4 separate regions of the Mus musculus genome follow, and all the other regions are linked to region 1. The links are chromatin contacts, called in public promoter capture Hi-C maps. All regions are on one chromosome and are shown on one strand. The core of a region is the stretch at or near the end of the contact, and the rest is flanking DNA. Distances in the headings are between cores, read along the strand shown.

Region 1 (4,803 bases), core at 743-3,242:
ACCAGAAGGACCATTTGACAATCTGCTAGCATTTTATGGACAGATTTCTACTAATTTATTTTGTTTTTAGTGATTGTGATGTGTGGAGGGATGAAAGATAAACTTTTTCATGTTCTGGCCAGACCTCCAGCTTTGTGGTCTTCATCTAAGGCAGGAAATAGAATAAATAACTTCCATAGAGACTTGGAAGCTATATAAAAAGGAAGCAATTTTGTTGTTTATCAAGGCTTGTGCTGATAGTGTCAGGGAATATTTCTTTAAAGCACTGTAATTGTGTTAGATCCTTAAAGCTAAGTGCAACAGGGCAGCAGATGCCAGAATGCAGACTTCATCCTGAGATATGGGGTAGTACCCCAAGAGAGCAGCAATTCAAGTTTATTTTCCTGGTGTTTCTTTATTTTTCTTTTAAAAACTTTTGTTGCTTCTACAACTGTCATAGATCGACTATTGGTTAAAAGTCCAACCACAACTATTGGTTGTAGGTGACCAAGCAAGAAGAAAATATGCAGGCATGATCCCACAATTGAAAGGGGAATAGTAGTTTACATTCAGATACACATCTTGGATTTTTTTCCTTATATAATGCTTGTAAAAGTATTTTATAATGAACCATTTGAATTTTATATGTATTTCAAGCATTTATGAGTAAAGGAAATCTGTAATTGCTTACTTAATACCACTCTGTTAATATACTGGATCAACAAAGTCATTTTAAATTACATTTGCATAATTTCTACCTTTGGGCTTTCAAGTCTACAATTGCTCACTATTATTAACACGGAGAGTCTTTCTAATATTTTTTTATTTTTCTTTTTGATTTTAGAGAGGTTTTGGTTTGCTTTTTTTTTTTTTTTTTTAGTGAGAACATTATTATTATTTAGAACATTATTAGAACAAAAGGAGCTGAAGGTTTACACTAACAGATACTCGTTTTTGACGTCTGTACTAAAAACTAAGTGGTTAAGGCAAGATCTCCACTTTGGACTTTTAAGTCTGGAAGAGAGAGGTGAGGAATAGGAGGAGACAAAATATCCTCTCATTAAAGTAATCTAGCTTAAGAGAGTTGCTGGGTTAAGGGCCAAATGAGTGCGTACTAACCCGCTTCTAGAAACCCGTAAACTAATCCTTGTGACTAGTCCGCATTAAAAACATCGATCCTCGACATCGGCATCAGCCAGTGATGTAGGAGTAACAGAAAGCCAGGACGAGGCGCCCAGCCTCCTCCCCGGGCTCCGGGAGAGGAAACCCTGTCCCGGGCCTCCAGGCGCTGGCGCGCGCCGGGGAAAGAGTCCCGCGCTCGGGCGAGCGCCCTGCACGCCCGCTTTCTGCACTCCTTGCACGTCGGATGCCCGGCGGACCGAAAGCAAACCTCCGCCCTGCCGCCCAGCTCTCGGCGGCGGCGGCGAGCGGCTTTGCCTGTGATCAAGCGCGAAGCCGCTTAGCTCAATGGTCAGAGCGTGGGTGGAAAACAAACTTTGTTACGTGTTCACTCGGGGCGCCGCGGTTCTGGGAAAAGGATCAAAGCGACATTCCTAACTGTGCGCCGCGCGCCTTTTTCCCGGACCCCACCCTCTCTTTTAATAATAATAATAAAAATAATGGTAACAATTTTAGCCGATGAGTAAGGAAACGGGCTTTAAAGCCACGCGGGGAGTGCGGCGGGGCGGGCCAGCAGGTGGCCCGCCCGCATCCCGACCTCCGCCGCGCGCGCGCCCAGAGTCCCGGGCCACATCAATGGGCGCCCCCCCCCCCCGTGGGAACTGCGCCTCCCACCACGCCTGCGCCCCGACGCCCTGCCCGTGTCCCCCCGCCGGGGGTCGCATCCCACCGCCCAATGCGGGTCGGCACAGGCGGCGGCGCGTTGCTCGGCGCCCGCGGGCGAGCCTCCGTGCCGAGGGGCGGGGGCGCTGCCGCGGGAGGGGGGCGGAGGGGGCGGGAACGGCGCGCGGGGAGGGGAAGGGGGTTCTCGCGCGATCGGGCGAGGTTTCCGGTGTTGTGACTGAAACCCGTCAATATGGCGGCGATCGGCCGCGGCCGCTCTCTGAAGAACCTCCGAATACGAGGTAAGCCCGCTCGCCGCCCTCGCTCGCCTCACCCGGTGCGGGTCACGGGTCGCGGCGCTCGGCTTTGCTCCGGGCCTGGGGATGGGGTGGGGTGAGGTTGGACGGGGAAGACGAGCGGGGCGTCGGGCGCCGCCGGCCTGCGATGGATTCTAACTGGGGTTGTGTGTCTTGTCTCGCACAGGGCGGAATGACAGCGGCGAGGAGAACGTCCCGCTCGATCTGACCCGAGGTAACGCGGGCCGCCGCGGCCGCCGGGGAGGCGCGGGCAGCCGGGCGGGCGGGCTGGCAGGCGAGCCGCGCGGGGCAGCGAGGGGCCGAGCCCGCGCCCATCCCCCTGCCCCGCGCCCGGGTGGCCCGGGTTGCCCGGGGGGCTGAGCCCGCTCCGGGGCCTCGGGCGGCTGCGGAGCTCCCCGGCCGGCTCGGTCGCGTGTGTGTCCCCCCTCCGTCCGCTCCCGGGTCCCCCCACCTCCGGATCCCGGGGGCGGCCTTGGACGGGGTGGGTGGGGGAGCAAGGTAGAGGTTGTTATTTAGGTTGCTGGAGGATGTTTGTGGGAAGAGCGACCACATCCTGCCCTCCCCGTTCCCCCCAAGAGCAGATGCTGGACCCTGCCGGCTTCTTGCTCACTGCGGGACTGCTCTTCCCTGCCCGTGGGATCCTCTTGGGTGGGGTGGGGGGGGTCCCCGCAGCTTTTTGAGAACCCGGAGAGCCCGTGATGACTGCTAAGTGTCTGGTTCACGCCGCAGCTCCCTGCTGCTCGCTTCCCGTCTCCCGGGCCCGCTGGGGCTGTAGTTGGCTGGAGACCGCCCGCCCCCTCACTCGGCCGCCGCTTCATTGTGTACCTTGTGGCTGCAGTGGAGGAGAGCTGGGTTTGTTTACACCTTTCCCAGCAGGGCGAGCCCCGCGTGTGTTTTGTTTTTAAGAACCGCACCCGGCGAACGATCGGTATTTTCTTGCTTCGGTCACCGGCCCCCGGGCTGGTGTTTCATCTCCCAGTATCTCGCCGAAGCATCAGTCCGTTCTCTGCCTCCTTAAACAGGAGTTGGGTCTACAGATTCCGGACGGTCCGACTCCACAGCGCTGGAGTGGAGTGTAACTTAACTAGTTCTGCTGTTACGGAATCACTTTTTGAGATCCGTGAAACACCTTAGGACGTTAAAACAAGACAAGAACAGTCGTAAACATTGTATATACGACATGAATTTGGTTCCCCCACCCACCCTGTATGTAGTGACCGTCGTATAAAGTTATTTGGTGGATGTGGGATTTGGGGGACCCATCTCTGTATTGACTGCGTAATTCAGTTCTGTTTCGGTTTTTGTATTGTAAGAATCCTTCTGTGTAGACTGAAAGACTAGTTTTGATTTAGTTTCATGAACACGTGTTTGTTGTTTAGCATTTGGTTCTGATAGTTTAGGAAGCTGTTTTGAGTAAAGGAGCCCTTTCAAAGGGGAACCTCTTTAAAGATCCAGTGCAGTGGTGTGTCAGTCCTAGAGATGGCGACTACATCAGTGATCTGGAACACTCTTACCATTAACCAGCTTTCAGAAACACTATAGAAAAAAGGTCAAGCTTTAGTTGTTTTTTTTTTTCAAATTTGTAAACTTAATATATACCTGAAAAATGTATACAAAGTAGGTTTTCCAGACAGCGGTTCTGAGTATCATAATTCAGACCTGAGATTTTGCATCGTGCTTTTCTAACCATGTAGTTCGCCACTGATTTAATTGGTAACGGAGAAACTGTGTGAAGATACCTCTTGGTTAACTAGAGCCTAGTACCTACAGTATAAACCTGTTCAGATGTGGGATTTTGTTAATCTTCTTTATATATTTTTGTGGAGGCTGTCAGAATTTGGGATGGTAGAAAAGCTTATATACAAGCTTATATGAAACTTGCCTCACTTCAATAGGAACTCGGGAAGACAAATCAGTGGGTACGATTGAAAATCATCAGTTCTCTAAGACTTGACTTAAACGGCTATGTGATGAGCAGCTGTTTCTAGGGTTACGTAAAATGCTTAGACAATGTTATGTTTGCTTGCCGGGATAAAACGTACTAGTGTTGCAAATAAGTATTCACAGCCAGTTGACCTGATTGCAAAAGCAATGCACAACAGAGAGAGGTTACAGGAGAACTGTAGGCCTCAATCATAAGGAAGCTTAGAAGGAAAAAGTTAGGAGTTAGATTCATATATAGGGAGACAGTTGATTAGAGAAAGTGTTACTTGAACAAACATTTCATTGTTTGAAGGCATGTGGATCACACATGAAGAAAGTCCACGAGGAATTGAACTTTAGTAATGATTTGAGACCCACGGCGCAGATGGGTTGCAGCTGCTTGTAGATTAGATTCCAGTACGGAAAAATGTAAAGTTTGAGCCACCAGATTTTTGTTTCACATCATGCTAAGGCAGTGTGCAGATTGTTTTGTGAAGTCTGCTGTGTAGGTGGACAACCGTGGTCATAGTGATTTGTAAAAGGGACATCCATGCATATCACAGCACTGACTGTCAAGTCAGATAGTTCTGCATTGTACTCTCAGGGACAGCAGTATTGGGGGACTTGGGACAAGTTATTTGACCTTGCTTACCTTCTGGTTTCTCCAACTTGGAAAAAAAAACAAACAAACAAACCAACCAAACAACTTTAAAGTGTTAGTGAAAGGTAAAGGAAGGTAGTTCTTAATTACTCAGTATGAATTATGTCTTATCACTTGTAAGCAATATTTAGTGTTAGCTGC
Region 2 (4,803 bases), core at 1,144-3,643, 6.1 Mb after region 1:
TTTCATTTTTAATTTAAGGAAAGTAAACACAAACAACACAACTCATTATTTCCAAGGCTTGATTTTTGGAAGTATAAAAGAATGCAGACACTTGAGCACGGTGGCACGTGCATACAGTCCCTGCACTGGGAGGAGGAGCAGGAGTTCAAGGTTGGCCTTGGCTATAACAGGTTGATCCCCAACAACTGGGAGGTGGGGTGGGGGTGGGACTGTAGCCTGGCGGTGGAATCTGTTTCCCAACAGGGCAGCTTTGTTGGGCCTCAGTGGGAGAGTGTCTTAGTCAGGGTTTGTGTTCCTCCACAAAATAAAATGGCCAAAAAAACAAGTCGGGGAGGAAAGGGTTTATTCAGCTTACACCTCCACATTGCTCTTCACCTTCACCAAAGGAAGACAGGACTGGAACTCACGCAGGTTCAGGAAGCAGCAGCTGATGCAGAGGCCATGGAGGGATGTTCTTTACTGGCTTGCTTCCCCTGGCTTGCTCAGCCTGCTCTCTTATCGAACCAAGACTACCAGTCCAGAGATGGCACCACCCACAAGGGGCCTTTCCCCCTTGATCACTAATTGAGAAAATGCCTTACAGCTGGATCTCATGGAGGCATTTCCTCAACTGAAGCTCCTTTCTCTGTGATAACTCTAGCCTGTGTCAAGTTGACACACAAAACCCACCAGTACACTAAGATATTAGTTATCAAGGGTAGGAATGTGTGGGGGTTTGAAAAAGAATGGACCCAAAAACTCACAAGTGGTGGTCACAAGGGAGTGGTCTCTATTAATCCAATCAAGATAATCCTCCACAGGCAAGCCCTGCAACCGACTTCTCAGATAATTCTAGACTCTGCCAAGCATCTTGACAACACTTAACCATAAATAGGCTTCAATGTAGCCCTGGCTCTCCTCAAACTGTAATTCTCCTGCCTCAGCGTTCCAAGGGCTGGGATCACAGGGATCAGCCATCGCACCTGATCCCTATTTGGCTCTTTTAGTGGGTAGAAAAAAAAATGTTCTAAATAAAAATTTAAAAGGCAAGCAAACAAACAAAAAATGCAAATGTGAGTGTAGCAAAATCTCTTGTTTATCATCTGCTATATGTTGTATTTCAAATACATAAAATATGACTAAAAAAAAAGTCACATTACCCAAAGAGTGCTTCCTTATCAAACACAGTGTCTGCTGGCATGTTCACAGGGATAAGGAGGTCTGGGTGGGAGTCCAAATGTAAGAAACTTATATTACTGTCAGGAAGATGCTTCGAACCTATGGCCCGGTATATGAAAGGCAGAACCTGTAATACAGACACACACAGTGAGAACTGCACACTGTCAAGTGCAGACAAAACAAGAAACTGCACCAACCTGAAGTGCATCAAGTGGTCAAACATGGGAACATTAAAAAAAAAAAAAAAAAAAAAAAAAAAGCTTTACCATAGATGGTTTCTGATGATAATCTCCAACCACTCACTCTAGCATTAAACTGTGTTCCAGGTACTCTAAGTTTTAGGGCATTTTCTGTCCCTTTAGGATGGTGAAGTGGGACTAGATGACTTTTTCCTCCTACATGCTATACATCCAAGTTTACCAACAAATTAAAAAGCACAGAGTAACCCAAAGTTGGGTTTGTCTCAGAGATCTTCTTTCTTTCCTCCTTTAACTTTCTCCATCAGTAAATAACCCACTTTTCCTGGGGGAAGGGGTGTATCGCAGAGCTTCACTCTTGATCCCTTTTGTTTTATATCCAGAGACCCTCCAGGGGTCCTATAAACAAATCCAGACTTGCTAGGTCGTCTTCCAGAAGTCTACCCACTTTACGACTGCACTGCCATGTTGTACATTAATAAGCGCTGAAGGCTTTCCTCTTCATATGACACGAGCTACGATTATGGTCCCTCAGGTCCTGGCTAACCCTCTCGTTAAACCGTGGGATGATGACGTTGGTGGTGGTGGGGGACAGGCTGCAGCCAGCGTTAGGTGCTGGTCAAGCCTCTGCAGGCTGCTAGGGTTCGAATCCCTCCTGCCAGGGCTCCGTGGCTTGTGTCGCCCGCTCACCTCCTGGTGATCCTCCACCACCCACACCGGGAGCTTGGTGTAGCGCCTGAGTCGCGCGCGGTCGCCTCCGGTGTCACTCATGTCTCCGCGCGTCTCAGGGAGGCCGCGGGACACGCGGGAGAGGAGCCCGGCTGCCCGAAGCCGCGCGCCCCCAAGGCACGATCGCGGCGGAAACGCGCGCTCACCCGGTTGCGCTTCCGGATTGGAGGACGACACGGTGGAAGGGCGAGTGTGAGACCTGTAGACAATGTCGATTGGTCTATACGTCCGTCACTCTCGCTGATCCGCCAATCACGGTGCAAAAGGTGCTGCGACGCGCTCCGGAGAGTTTTCCCTCCCCAGGTCCGGATTTCTCCGGTTTGCCTTTTAATTCCCGGGGCTTCCTGTTCCGGAGGCGTGGGTGGCGCCTCAGCCGTGGAGGGTGTTATAGTAACCAGGCTGGGCTTTGATGGCGGCGACCCCGGGACTCTCTGTAGGTAGACGGGGGGCGCCTGATGGGTTTTCAGAGAACGAGTATCGACCTAAACGATCCTGGGAGTTGGGTCTGGGTGGCTTCGGGGCAGCTCTGCGGCCAGGGGGAAAAGAGCGACCCGGTACAGATCCCGTAGATAGGAAGCCTTTCATCTATTTGCGAAGCGCGAGCCGTGGTCCAGGCGCGGGGCCGCCCGGCTTGCGGGGGGAGGCGAGTCCCGGAGTCCCGTACTTAACCTCGCAGGCTGGCGGGAGATGCAAACCAGCCAACGTGCTCTTCATCCAGCAGGAGGCCGGGCTGCAGGTTGAACCTGGGGAAAGTGCGGGGTTTTCAGTGACTTAAAGGCACACCTTGCAAGTCTTGTGTGTCGTCGGTCCTGGACGAGTAAACTGTTCAGAATCGCGCCCTCGGTTTCCCTGCTTTCAAAGGGCATCCCAAGAATAGGTATTTCCCACTTGCATTAAATTCATTGATTTGAACTTCGCATCCATAGTACAGTGGTACAGTATCTAGCTTTTATTTTTGGAGGGGAGTGTGTGTTGAAACAGGGTTTCTCTGTGTAGCCCTGGCTGTCCTAGAACTCACCGTGTAGACCAGGCTGGCCTCGAACTCAGAAATCCGCCTGCCTCTGCCTCCCAAGTTCTGGGTTTAAAGGCGTGCGCCACCACTGCCAGGGCCTTTGTCTAGCTTCTCTAACGGAGTGTGCCGTTTTCTCACTGTGGAGAGGTGTTAATTCCCTGACTGTTGTCCACCTCTAGCTTCAGTAGAGTCCTTTTTATTCTCCAGGACTCTCTACATCCTTACTTTATTGTATTTATCACATCGCGTTTTTCTTTTTATAGTGTTCGGGACATCGTATTACTGTTGTTATTATATAAACATTTGTATATGGGTTTTGCGATCCTTGAACTCTGCAGGCTTGTGTGCCTTATAATCTTTGAGCCTACAGAGCTTGGGAAAGCGTCTCACGTGTGCTGGCTCAGTAAGTGATGGAATCGGTGAATGTATACCTCCCAGGTGGTTTTGAAAACGCGTATTTGTGGGGAGCGGTGGAAGGGAATTGTAGTGACTTAGAGGCATGCACAATGAGGGAGAGTCAAACTTGCCTGCGGTTTACTGTGTGCAGAGACTGTGAATCCTGCAGGAATGACTGAATGAACCCTTGATTCACGGACATGCCGGAGGAGTTCAACATGGGCACACACGACTGTCACAGACGGCAGATTCTGGTAAGCTCCGTAAAAGAAGTGAGTCTACACTAAGCAGTAGCAATCTAGGAGTGAGCTTGCGTTCCCAAGGGAAGTCAGTTCTTCACAAGAGGTTAGTGGATCGGTAGGAATTCACTGGCCAAGTAAGGGAGAGCAGAAGCAAAGACGTTTCCTGTTAGTGCTTGCTATGCTAACTGACCTGGAAAGTATGGGCTAAGAGGGGCTTTGGAGAAAGAAATCAGGTGATAAGCCTGGGAAAGTTGGGTTCAGGTTCTGTAGGGCCTCCAATGCCAAGCGTGGTGTTTGTACTCAATACTGTGAGTAGCCTGTGGTACCAGCAGTAGCTCTTTGAGTCCCAAGTTTAATCATGAGAGTATTGGATTGAGGAGCAACCATTTATCTTATTATTTGGTAGCTGTTTTTTATTGGGCCTTGGCTGTCCTGGAATTTTAGTTCTGTAGACCAGGCTGCCTGCTTGTTTCTGCCTCTGCAGTGTTGGGATAGCCCAATGTGTGTGTGTGTGTGTGTGTGTGTGTGTGTGTGAGAGAGAGAGAGAGAGAGAGAGAGAGAGAGAAAGCACTTTGTGGAAGTTCATTTGTGTTTACAATGTTCTGTGGGAAGAACTGAGAACAAAGTAAAGAATGAAGAATGGTCACTGTTGGTTAGTCAGGTTGTGGCTGTATTTGAAATTGAATTCAGGTTTCACTGGGATTTTTCTGTGTGTGTGTGTGTGTTGGTTTGATCCTAGCTCTACAGTGAAGGGAAATTTGTCTGTGGAGGATGGAGGACGTCTTTCCTTAAGTCTTTTACTAAACCAGAGACTGGAGGTGGCTGCTTTTGGTCATCTTAGCAATGGATAGTTTTGGGCTAGCACAACTGTCCAGCTAATAAGGACAGCAGGCAGTTTGCTTGGAAAATGGACAATAGCTCAGTATTTTGTGAATACAAATCCTGATTTTGTGAATAGGCTAAAATTACTGATAAGGTAGTTTTATAAATTTTGTAAACAAAAACGCCCCCTCCTCTCATTTTTAGCACTGGCAGTTTTAGAAATGTGTTTAAACCTTTTCTGTCTTGT
Region 3 (4,803 bases), core at 1,017-3,516, 5.6 Mb after region 1:
GTGCCTTTGGCAGACCCATGTAAAAGGGTGCCCCTGAGAAATTCCACCACACAGACCTGGTGTGAAAGATATTCAGGGAAGAGAGTGGAGTGAGAGCCTGGGAAAGCAGAAGAGGCAGGCAAGTGGGTATGTAGACATGCAGACAGATGGCACGAGGGCAGAGAAAAGGGTGGGGGGCGGGGGAGAGAAAGAGAGGTGTATTATCTACATGGAAAAATTAATGGAGAAATAACAGGAAAACAGGAAAATAAAAAGAAGCAAAATTATTATAAAATTTGAATTGGAAAAATCACGTACCGGCAAGTGAATAGATAGAACCAGATATGGATGGGGGTGGAGTGGGGGGTGGGGGTGGGAATCAAGATGTCTACCGCTGGAAGTTTAAGCCACATTCAAGGTGAAGGTGATGAGGATTCACATTTAAAACAACTGCAGCTGGGTGCTGCTGGTGCTCGCCTTTAGTCCCAGCTTGTGGCAGAGGCAGGATAAACCCTGTTTCCAAAACTAAAAAACAAACAAACAAAAAGCCCTCAAAACCAAAGCAAATAACAAATTGTGATCATTCCTTAGGTACTGCTCCTATCTCATCTATCTATCTATCTATCTATCTATCTATCTATCTATCTATCTATCTATCTATCTAGTGTGTGTTTTATGTCTGCTGTTCTTACCTGTTCATGAACTTGTAGAGGCCAGACGTTGACCTCAGGCATCCTCTTTAACTGTTTCACAGGCTTCCAGGATCTGTCTTTCTTAGCTTCCTAAGGCTGCTATTACAGGAATGTACTTGGTGCTCATGAGTGCTGGGATTTGAACTTTGGTCCTCACGCTAGCTCAGCAAGCTGTTGACCCACTGAGCCATTCGCTGGGCCCTCACACTGTTTCTGAGGCAAGGCTTCTTATTGGGACCTAGGCACTTACCCATTTGCTTGCCCATGTGGCGAGGCTCACTGGCAAGGAAGCCTCCAGGAATCTGCCTCTGCCTCCCAGATGCCAGTTTCTAATTTGTCCTCAAGTACTGTGCCCACTGACTACCTCCCCAACGAAGCTTCACATCTTACCCCATTTAAAAAAAAAAAAAAATCTCCGCAGGGACAGGAGCAACTAGCCGAACAGGCAGAGCCTGTACGCACAGCTTTGTGCTTTTTGGATTTAACCTTCTGAGTTAAATAACCATTTAATTTACAAAGGACATTTAAAGTCAGTTGGCAAAGAATGACCAGAAAGGTGAAGGAACAAAAAGGTGACGTGAATGGGAGAAACTGGCTGAGGACACATTTTTTTTTTTTTTTTTTTTTCAGGAAAAAGGGAAGGTAGCTTGGGGCTGTGGGTGGGAGGACCTACTGGGACTTACTGTCCCCGTAGGAGTTGAGACAACGTATTTGGGCGCGGGGAATATTCTGTCTAAACCTGGCTTACTCACTGCGTATGGTTACTGTTTATTTTAAATAATACTGGACAGACCTACGATACCGTTTTTGGATAATGTTTTCTCATAAGACCCGCCCTTCTACTTCTCCAAACCCTTCTCAGGTTTGGCAGTTTTTCCTTTAACTTGATTTGCACAAACTGCCAAAGGGATTGAACCTAGTAATTACATCGAAAATAGATTTAGGGCTACAAAGACGTGGCATGAAACTCAAGAGGTTTACTGTCGCTATAAAAGAATCCTAAGGTCGGCTGTCCTAACAGTACAGTGCGCCCTGACCACTTTACAGCCGCAGTCGGAGGTAGGAAAGTTTTACAAACACAATTCGTCAATTTGTTTAACCTCTCTACGCCAGAGCACAGTACATGAACAGCTTTAAACGCCCGAGTGTAGATGACTCCTTTTGAAACTCGGGAGTTTCACAGGCGAAGAGCCAAGTCCTCCCCGTAGGTAGTGAGGACCCGGGCTATAGTGGCTGATCCCCAGGGATGCTGAGGTCTCAGTGGGGTCCGCCCTAGCCTGGCCTCGGCTTCTGGGATCCAGGAGAGATCTCACTGGTCGCTGGCGCCAGGCCGGACCTTTAGAGTGAACTGAGAGGCGGATGAAAGCCGGGCAGGTCACCGATCGCAAACCTTTCGTCTCCAGACTCAGGGCCACTAGCGAGTCCAGAAGCTCAAGTGTCCGCCGAAGTGGGAGGCGGCTAGCCACGCCCCCCGCTCGCGCCGCTTCCGGCACCCCGGCCCCGCCCCGCGCCGGCGCTGCCACATCCTCCGGTGACGTCAGCGCGCGCCGCCATATTGGGAAGCGCCACCGCCGCCGCCGCCTCCGCTCGGGCTCCTGGGCTGTGTGGGGGGCCACAGCCGCGGGCTGAAGGCTCCCTTGTGTACCCCATCGACGCCCGGCCCGCCGGCTTCGCCCAGCTCCGGCTCCTCATGACCGCCTTCGGCCCCGCAGCCCACGGACATCGCCCCAGCTCCAAGAATTAACACGGAAGCTCCCGGGGCCGGGGCCGTGAGGGAGAGCCGGCCGGTCCCGCGTCCCTGTCGGTCCGGCGCGGCTCTTGTGCGGGAGCCATGACCTCGCTGACCCAGCGGAGCTCGGGCCTGGTGCAGCGGCGCACCGAGGCCTCCCGGAACGCTGCCGACAAGGAGCGGGCGGCGGGAGGCGGCGGCGGCAGCGGCGAGGACGAGGCGCAGAGCCGCCGCGACGAGCAGGACGACGACGACAAGGGCGACTCCAAGGAAACGCGGCTGACCCTGATGGAGGAGGTGCTCCTGCTGGGCCTCAAGGACCGAGAGGTGCGGGCGCCGCGGCCCCGGCCGGGGTGGCAGCCGGGGTGGCAGCGGGACCCGGGTGGCTCCAGGTGGGGCCCGGGTGGGCGCTGGCCGAGGCCTCACCTGTCCCTGCTTCCGGAGCCCCGCGCCCCTGAGCGCCCTCTCGTCCCAAGGAGTGTGGGAGTCAGCCCTCTCCGGCTGCGCTCCGAGTGCTCCCGATCCTCCCGGTACCAAGTGCTCGCTTGGGTTTTCCCGTCCTCTGCTCACAAGCACTCTTAGTTCCGAAGTCTTGGCGATCTTTGCGTTTCTTCTTCTTCGCCGTCTGCCGCAAATAATGGCAACTCCAACCCAAGACTGTTGAGATCTAAAGACTCGGGGCTACCGCGGCTCCCAAGTATTGAGTTTTTGCAGGTTTTAAGACCCGGGAGAGGTTCGCGGATCTACTTGCTGTCGGCCCTCTTTCTTATGTAAAACTTGAGTTGCGGCGCGCGGTTAAGAAATTAGCAAAGTTGTTTTTACTGGGTATTGTTTTAAAAAGTCAATACTAAGTTGATATAAAACCTAGGAAGTTACTTTTTGGATGAACTTGGTTTGAGCGAGCGATGAGTTAGTTTTGCGGTTAGATCTGCTGTCGTCCTTTCCGTTTTGCCATTTTAAGGGAGGGCTTGTGAAGAGCTGGGAGGAATACCAAGTTTGCGCTTTGATGAAAGACTGCAAAGATTTAGGTAGGCTTAAGTTGTGTTCTGACGTTTGGAAAGGTCACCCCAGATATTTAGGAATTTCACACATATAAGTTGAAAAAGTGCAAGTGTCCGTCTTTTAAATGTCTGGATTCTGTAGTTAATGTTTGATTGATTTTATTAATACCCATCCATCTCTAAAGATGATTATTTTTAAGGGCAGACTTGCAGGATTGGATGTTTCATAAATCATGTATGATGAGGTGGCCCGGAAGTTTGTTTCGTTTCAGTGTGGAAACTCTAGACAACACATTTTGAGAGTCAGACAGAAAGGTATTGGATCTTGTTTTTAAATACGTTTTCAGAATTCAGGAAGGAGGACAAGAAACAAACCAGAACAAAACTCAGTTCATCCTATAAAACAGTTTTTTAGTTCCTCAGACTTAGCAGCGGTAGAGAGCTGAGTTTTTCCAGGGACTGTTTGTGGTTCCCGGATATTAGATACTACCCAGGGAAGTGCTTCTTGATGCCTTAATACCATTCAGCTTGAAGACACTTAATGGCCCTCAGGCTGTGAAAGGGGCACAGTACCTGTTTAATTACAGTTATTATGAGGAATGCGGTGGTGTGTGTTTCATTTTTAGTTGTGGAGTGAAAAGCTAGATGTTAGTGTGTGGCAATGCGATTTTAGAGAGCATTCACTTAGGAAGTAATTAGATTTTGAAAGCAGGCTTCTTGTAATACACATTTATCTTTCCTTCCCTCCTTCCCTACTTTGGAACAAAACAGATTATGAGACATTTCTAGGAAGTACAAGAAAAACAAAATGAAGGTTACATTCCTGGGTCAGCATTTTGGTTCTGTATGCTAGAACTCGGTAAAGCTACAACGGAACAAAAAAAATTATTTTTGGTATTGTCACATTGAGAAACAATGGTGGAAAAATACCTTTTACTTTAGAAGCCTTACTCTGAATTTTTAATATAAAGCTGTTACCAGTTATTTTTCTGTGATTGGTTCCCGTGAAGATAATCTGAAGAATTTTTTGAATTTAATGCTACTACAACATTCAACTAGTTTTGTTTTGTTTTGTTTTTTAAACAATGGAAGTTCTTTGATGGCAGGTAACTGAGACCATCTGTTGTGGTTGTTTTGTATAAGTATACTTCATAAGTCATGGCCAAGGTTCAGCCAGGCACTAATTTGTAGCATGTGGGGGTGGGCACTTGTTTTTAAAAAAATGTAGGTACATATTTTTTCTTTCATCAAGTGTGTACACAGTAGTGACTAGTCCTATAAACCTATCACCCAGTCTATTTGGGGGATGGTCCCCTTGTCTTTTTTTTTTTTTTTTTTTTTTAAAAGACAAAGTCTTGGTTTCCTGGCTCTGTTTCCGTAGCCACTTAAGCTTTGTTCAATT
Region 4 (4,803 bases), core at 793-3,292, 5.3 Mb after region 1:
GCCTTTTTGTGGTACTGGAGTCGTTACACAGAACACATGTCTAAATTGCAAACAACAAGCACAGCCAATTATTCTGAACCCAGTCAGAAAAAAGAAATAAAAGCCATGTGCACATTCCTTCACCCTTCTCAAAGTCAATGGGCCTTTTTAACAACTGATTTTTAGACAGGTTATAAAGTTTGTGGGTAGACTACAAGAAAGCAGCTGAGAATAATGACCGTAAAATCAAGAGAAATGTACATAATTCCACTCACATTGAGGGGACCAGCTCCAACATAAACAGCTTGCCCATGTAAGCATAATACCTAATTAATTTTGCCCTTATAAATCATCTTTTACATGTTCTGTATACACTAGTTTTTACTTTGTGGCCACACTATCAAAACAACAGGCAACAATCGGAGTTCACAATGTTATACACAATTCACAATAATTTTGCACTGATTTTCTACTTAGGGAAATATATAAAATGTGAAGGCTTTATGTGCAAGGCAAAACTCACCAGACAGGCACACAGTGCAGAGCCTGCTGTTTATTTACTGCATAAAACAAAGGGCAGACAACTCGTCTAACCCACATTTCAAGAAGTCCTTAGGCAGGTCCTAACTACTTTTCAAGATACTTACACCAAATGGTAAAACCAGGTAGCAAAAGCTATTTACCAAACTATCTTCTGCTCTCTCCATCTAAATAAACTTACTAACTTCTACATGGCTTAAAGGTCCTAAAAAACACAAGATTCTGTAAATGCTCAAGAAAGATACATCAATTCCTACCTCCTACATCAAAAAAATTATAACCCAGCTCTCTAAAGACCAAACTGGCATTCAATGTGCAAAATAGGAGGTCAAGGCAAAAGTGAGCTACCCAAATCCTGCCCACGACTCTACACAACTGGCCAGTCCGTTAGAGGTAATACCTAAACTCAGGAGGGAGAAGGCTCCTAACCAGTCCCTTCGCTTTTCCTCTTACTGCTCCATTTCACAACCCGACCTCCAAAATCAAGTTTCCCAAGCTAGCTCGGTCACACAACTACACAAAGCCTGTTTTTTGAGAGGGAATTGCACATAAACAAATCTTTCGCTTGCAAACAGCCAGCCATATCTATCTCCCATTACGAAAAGCTGTCTGGGGAACTAAAATTACTTCAAAGAACCACGTCATTATCTAACCTAAATCTACCCAATAAGAAAACAATGTTTGTTACTGGGAACTAAAGCCAGCCCCGTTCCCTACACTTGGACTTTTAACTTTAATGAGGCTTTACTGGGGTGGTTTCTTGGAGGCCGGGGGGCGGGGGGCTTCGTAATTCGAGCAAAAGGTAACTAAAAGGGGTGACCGTAGTTTATAGACCGACCAGTCGGTGCCCGGGGCTGGGGAATACTGAAAACATCCCAGAGTGCGAGGCTCTCGAGGGCGAGCCGGCGCGTGGCACCGTGGGGGTCGCGGCCAGGAAGCTCCCGAAAGCCCCGAGGCGAGGGCTGGGGCTACTGCCGGCCTCAGGAAGGGGGCGTGGGGCGTCGAGAGCGTGCACAAGAGGAGGGCCTTGCGCCAGCGCCATTTTCTCCTCGCCCCGGAGCCCAGCCATGTTTGCCGAGCGCGCCCCCCGCCCCTCGACCCCGCGGGGCCAGCGTCCCCCGAGGGTGGGGAAGGGATGGCTTCCCGAGCACGGTGGTCCGGACAGGGGTGGGCGAGCGCAGCCTCAGGGCAGACCGCTAGCGCCTCCGCCCGGAGCCCCATCACCCAGTCCGAGGGGCGCGCGGCCATCACCCGCCGTTCGCCTGCCTGCCCGCGCCCACCGCCTCGGCTCGGCTCCCCAGAGCGGCCGCCACACGAGGCCCCGCGGGGACGCGGGCAAGAGCGGAGGCCCTTCCCCCGAGCTGCCGTTTTTCTCCCCACCGGCAAGGAGAGCGAAGGGGGCCGCGGTAGCCTGGGGTCGGCCTGGCCGCAGCCCCGAGGAATGGGCCCGGGGTCCCACGCACTCACGCTCCGCTCCGGCCGACCAAAAACCTCTGCCTCGCTCGCTCGCCTACTCCGGACTGACAGAGAGCCGGAAATGACGGCAGCTTAGAGGCCCTGGCTCCGCCCAATGGCACGAAGGCCACGTGAAGGGGGCGTGGCCTCGCCGCCCAACCGCCAGCCGGCCCTTTCCAGGGCCTTAAAGGGGCCGCCACAGATACTGAAGTAAATGCTCCTGAAAGAGGGAGATGGCACCACAGTGAGATGCCACGCAGCTTGGGCCTGATCTGAAGGAGAATGAGATGTCAATGAAACATAAATGACAAGATCCACGGAGCTTTGCGCTTGCAAATAGCTTGTATATGGTACCGCTCTATAAATGCTGTACTGAAATGATGGGAGCTACTCTGAGAAAAAACAATGTGCTGACCCACTTGCCTACAGATGATTTTCCGTTTCTACCTTTAAGATCTGACTCATGCTGCTAAAATCCAAAGGAAGCAAGCCTGCGAGGCGCACTATTTAATTCAGAAAGTCAAAGAAATCTTACAAATGTCCTTAGCCACGAAACCTTTATTCTTAAAATGGAGTTCTGGGGCTCCAAAGTAATTGTGGTTTGAATATAAAATCTCCCTGTGGGCTCATTCATTGGGGATCTGGTTTTCAACTGATGACCTTTTCAGAAGAGCCTGGATCCTGAGAGCTGTGCCTTAATCAGTGAATTAATGCTCTGATAGTCATAATATGACAGCATTATTACGAGGTGGTGAAAAGTAAGGATGTGTCCTTTGGGGGCTACATTTTTCCCTGGCCCCTTTTGTGTTCCCTTTCCGCAGCATCCTCCTCTGCAGGTTACCATGGACTTGGTGTTCCGCCTCACTACCAGCCTAGAATACAGGAGCTAAGTACTGGAGACAGAAACCGGGAGGCATACTGAATCGCCATACCTTTGTCTAAACACGGATCCAAAGTCTCGCGGAGGAAATCCACTCCACCATCACAAATAACCACAAGCAGGTGGCTTAGAATGTGTACTGGATGGTTTCCTCCTGTAGCCAACAACAAACAGAGTTCTGTTCATCACAAAGGTTTACATACAGCATTTGACAGATAGTGATCATCCTAACAGGTTCAAGAGTTGAAATGATCGTTGTCTTCACATTTAACAGCTGCAAAAATTAATAAGTGATTCAAACCTTGTATTGAATGGAACTACTACCTACTAAGGGTAGTAGGGAAGTGCCCCAGCGCATCCCTACTGAATGCGGGAGTCCAACTAGAGCAACACCGTCATCAAAATAAAGTGAGAGAGGAGTCTTTGTGTATGAAGCTCTAAACAAGGGTGTACTGGCTAGTTTTGTGTCAACTTGACACAGCTGGAGTTATCACAGAGAAAGGAGCTTCAGTTGAGGAAATGCCTCCATGAGATCCAACTGTAAGGCATTTTCTCAATTAGTGATCAAGGGGGAAAGGCCCCTTGTGGGTGGGACAATCTCTGGACTGGTAGTCTTGGTTCTATAAGAGAGTAGGCTGAGCAAGCCAGGAGATGCAAGCCAGTAAAGAACATCCCTCCATGGCCTCTGCATCAGCTCCTGCTTCCTGGCCTGCTTGAGTTCCAGCCCTGACTTCCTTTGGTGATGAACAGCAGCAAGGAAGTGTAAGCCGAATAAACCCTTTCCTCCCCAACTTGCTTCTTGGTCATGATGCTTGTGCAGAAATAGAAACCCTGACTAAGACAAATTGGTACCAGCATAGTGGGGTATTCCTGTGACAGCCTGACCATGTTTTGGGGAGGACTTTGGAACTTTGGGCCAGAAGATCCATTCGCTGTTAAGAACTCTGTGAGATGTTGTGTAGGAGCTTGGAAGATAATGTTGAGAACAGTGCAGAAGATGGAGGCCTGGCTTGTGAAATTTCAGAGGGAAAATTAAAGACTCTTTTCAGGGCCATTGCTAGTTTGATTGTGAAGGTTCAGTGGTTCTGGTTAGCTGGGGCTGAAGAATCAGCTGTGATTAACAAAATACCAGAACCACTAGAGTGAAACCTTTGCATTACTGGGACAATTGATGCTGGTTAGCTGGAGCTAAGAAATTAGCGGTGATTAAGAAGAGACCAGCATCAATGATTTGACATCTTCTGGGAAGTGGTTTGTTTTGTTTTGGTTTGGTTTTTTGGTTTTTTTTTGTTTTTGTTTTTTTTTTTTTTTTGTTTTTTTTGTTTTTTTTTTTTTTTTTGAGAGCACAGAGGCTGTGTTCCAGAGATAGCCAATGTTGTACCTTGTGCTGTGGCTGGACTTGGTAATGTGTAAGAGTCACCCAGGTGGTACTGGTTTTGAAGGCATGAGGGGTCACGAAGAGCAGCTGAGGCTCGGCACTGTGAGAGGCCATGGAAGGCCATTGGTGAAGGTGCAGCCTCAGTTGCAATTGATGGCCCAGGACTGAAGGGGTCATGCAGTGTTTTGGAGATGCCAGTACCATGAGATGACCACCAAGAGCAGCAGCAGTGGTGGTCAGGCATCTGGAGCCTAGAGGATGACACGTGTGCTACAAAGGGCATGGCTGGAGAAGTGACCCAAGCCCTTGGAGGAGCCCAGAAGATCATGAGTTGGATCCCAGACATTGGATGGTTGTAGAACTGTGCCCTGATATTTTTCTCTCTTGAAGGAAGTTTTTTTTTAGTGAAGCCCACAGTTAAGAGACTTTTAATTGTAAAGACTTTGGATTTTAAGAGAGATTGAAATTTTAAGAATTTGTAAAGACTGTGGGACTTTTAAAGTTATTTAGATCTTGGGGATGAATAAGAATGTAAGTGTTGAGGCTTACTAGTGATGTGTTTGTGTGTCAA

What was found. Promoter capture Hi-C pulls out the DNA fragments that hold promoters and counts their contacts.
Region 2: a promoter capture Hi-C map of pre-B cells shows a contact between it and region 1, with 4 times the contacts expected there. The contact joins the promoter of Drosha here to the promoter of Rictor in region 1. A contact is called at or near these places in 2 of 39 promoter capture datasets (liver and pre-B cells).
Region 3: a contact with region 1 is called in a promoter capture Hi-C map of pre-B cells, with 8 times the contacts expected there. The contact joins the promoter of Golph3 here to the promoter of Rictor in region 1.
Region 4: a promoter capture Hi-C map of pre-B cells shows a contact between it and region 1, with 4 times the contacts expected there. The contact joins the promoter of Sub1 here to the promoter of Rictor in region 1.

What each region holds. Positions count from the first base shown.
Region 1 is chr15:6,706,389-6,711,191 of GRCm38.p6, forward strand. Rictor (RPTOR independent companion of MTOR, complex 2) reads left to right here and starts at 1,993. Exons shown (of 38, transcript NM_030168.3): 1 at 1,993-2,063; 2 at 2,245-2,292. The coding sequence starts at 2,015.
Region 2 is chr15:12,822,422-12,827,224 of GRCm38.p6, forward strand. Drosha (drosha, ribonuclease type III) reads left to right here and starts at 2,394. Exons shown (of 35, transcript NM_026799.3): 1 at 2,394-2,517; 2 at 3,644-3,746. It overlaps 6030458C11Rik (RIKEN cDNA 6030458C11 gene), which reads right to left and starts at 2,236. Exons shown (of 9, transcript NM_029998.3): 1 at 2,046-2,236; 2 at 1,140-1,285. The coding sequence starts at 2,126.
Region 3 is chr15:12,319,230-12,324,032 of GRCm38.p6, forward strand. It overlaps Golph3 (golgi phosphoprotein 3), which reads left to right and starts at 2,267. Exons shown (of 4, transcript NM_025673.2): 1 at 2,267-2,727. The coding sequence starts at 2,503. It overlaps Gm52210 (a long non-coding RNA gene), which reads right to left and starts at 1,349. Exons shown (of 2, transcript XR_003951630.1): 1 at 672-1,349; 2 at 1-504.
Region 4 is chr15:11,993,965-11,998,767 of GRCm38.p6, forward strand. It overlaps Sub1 (SUB1 homolog, transcriptional regulator), which reads right to left and starts at 2,043. Exons shown (of 5, transcript NM_011294.3): 1 at 1,987-2,043.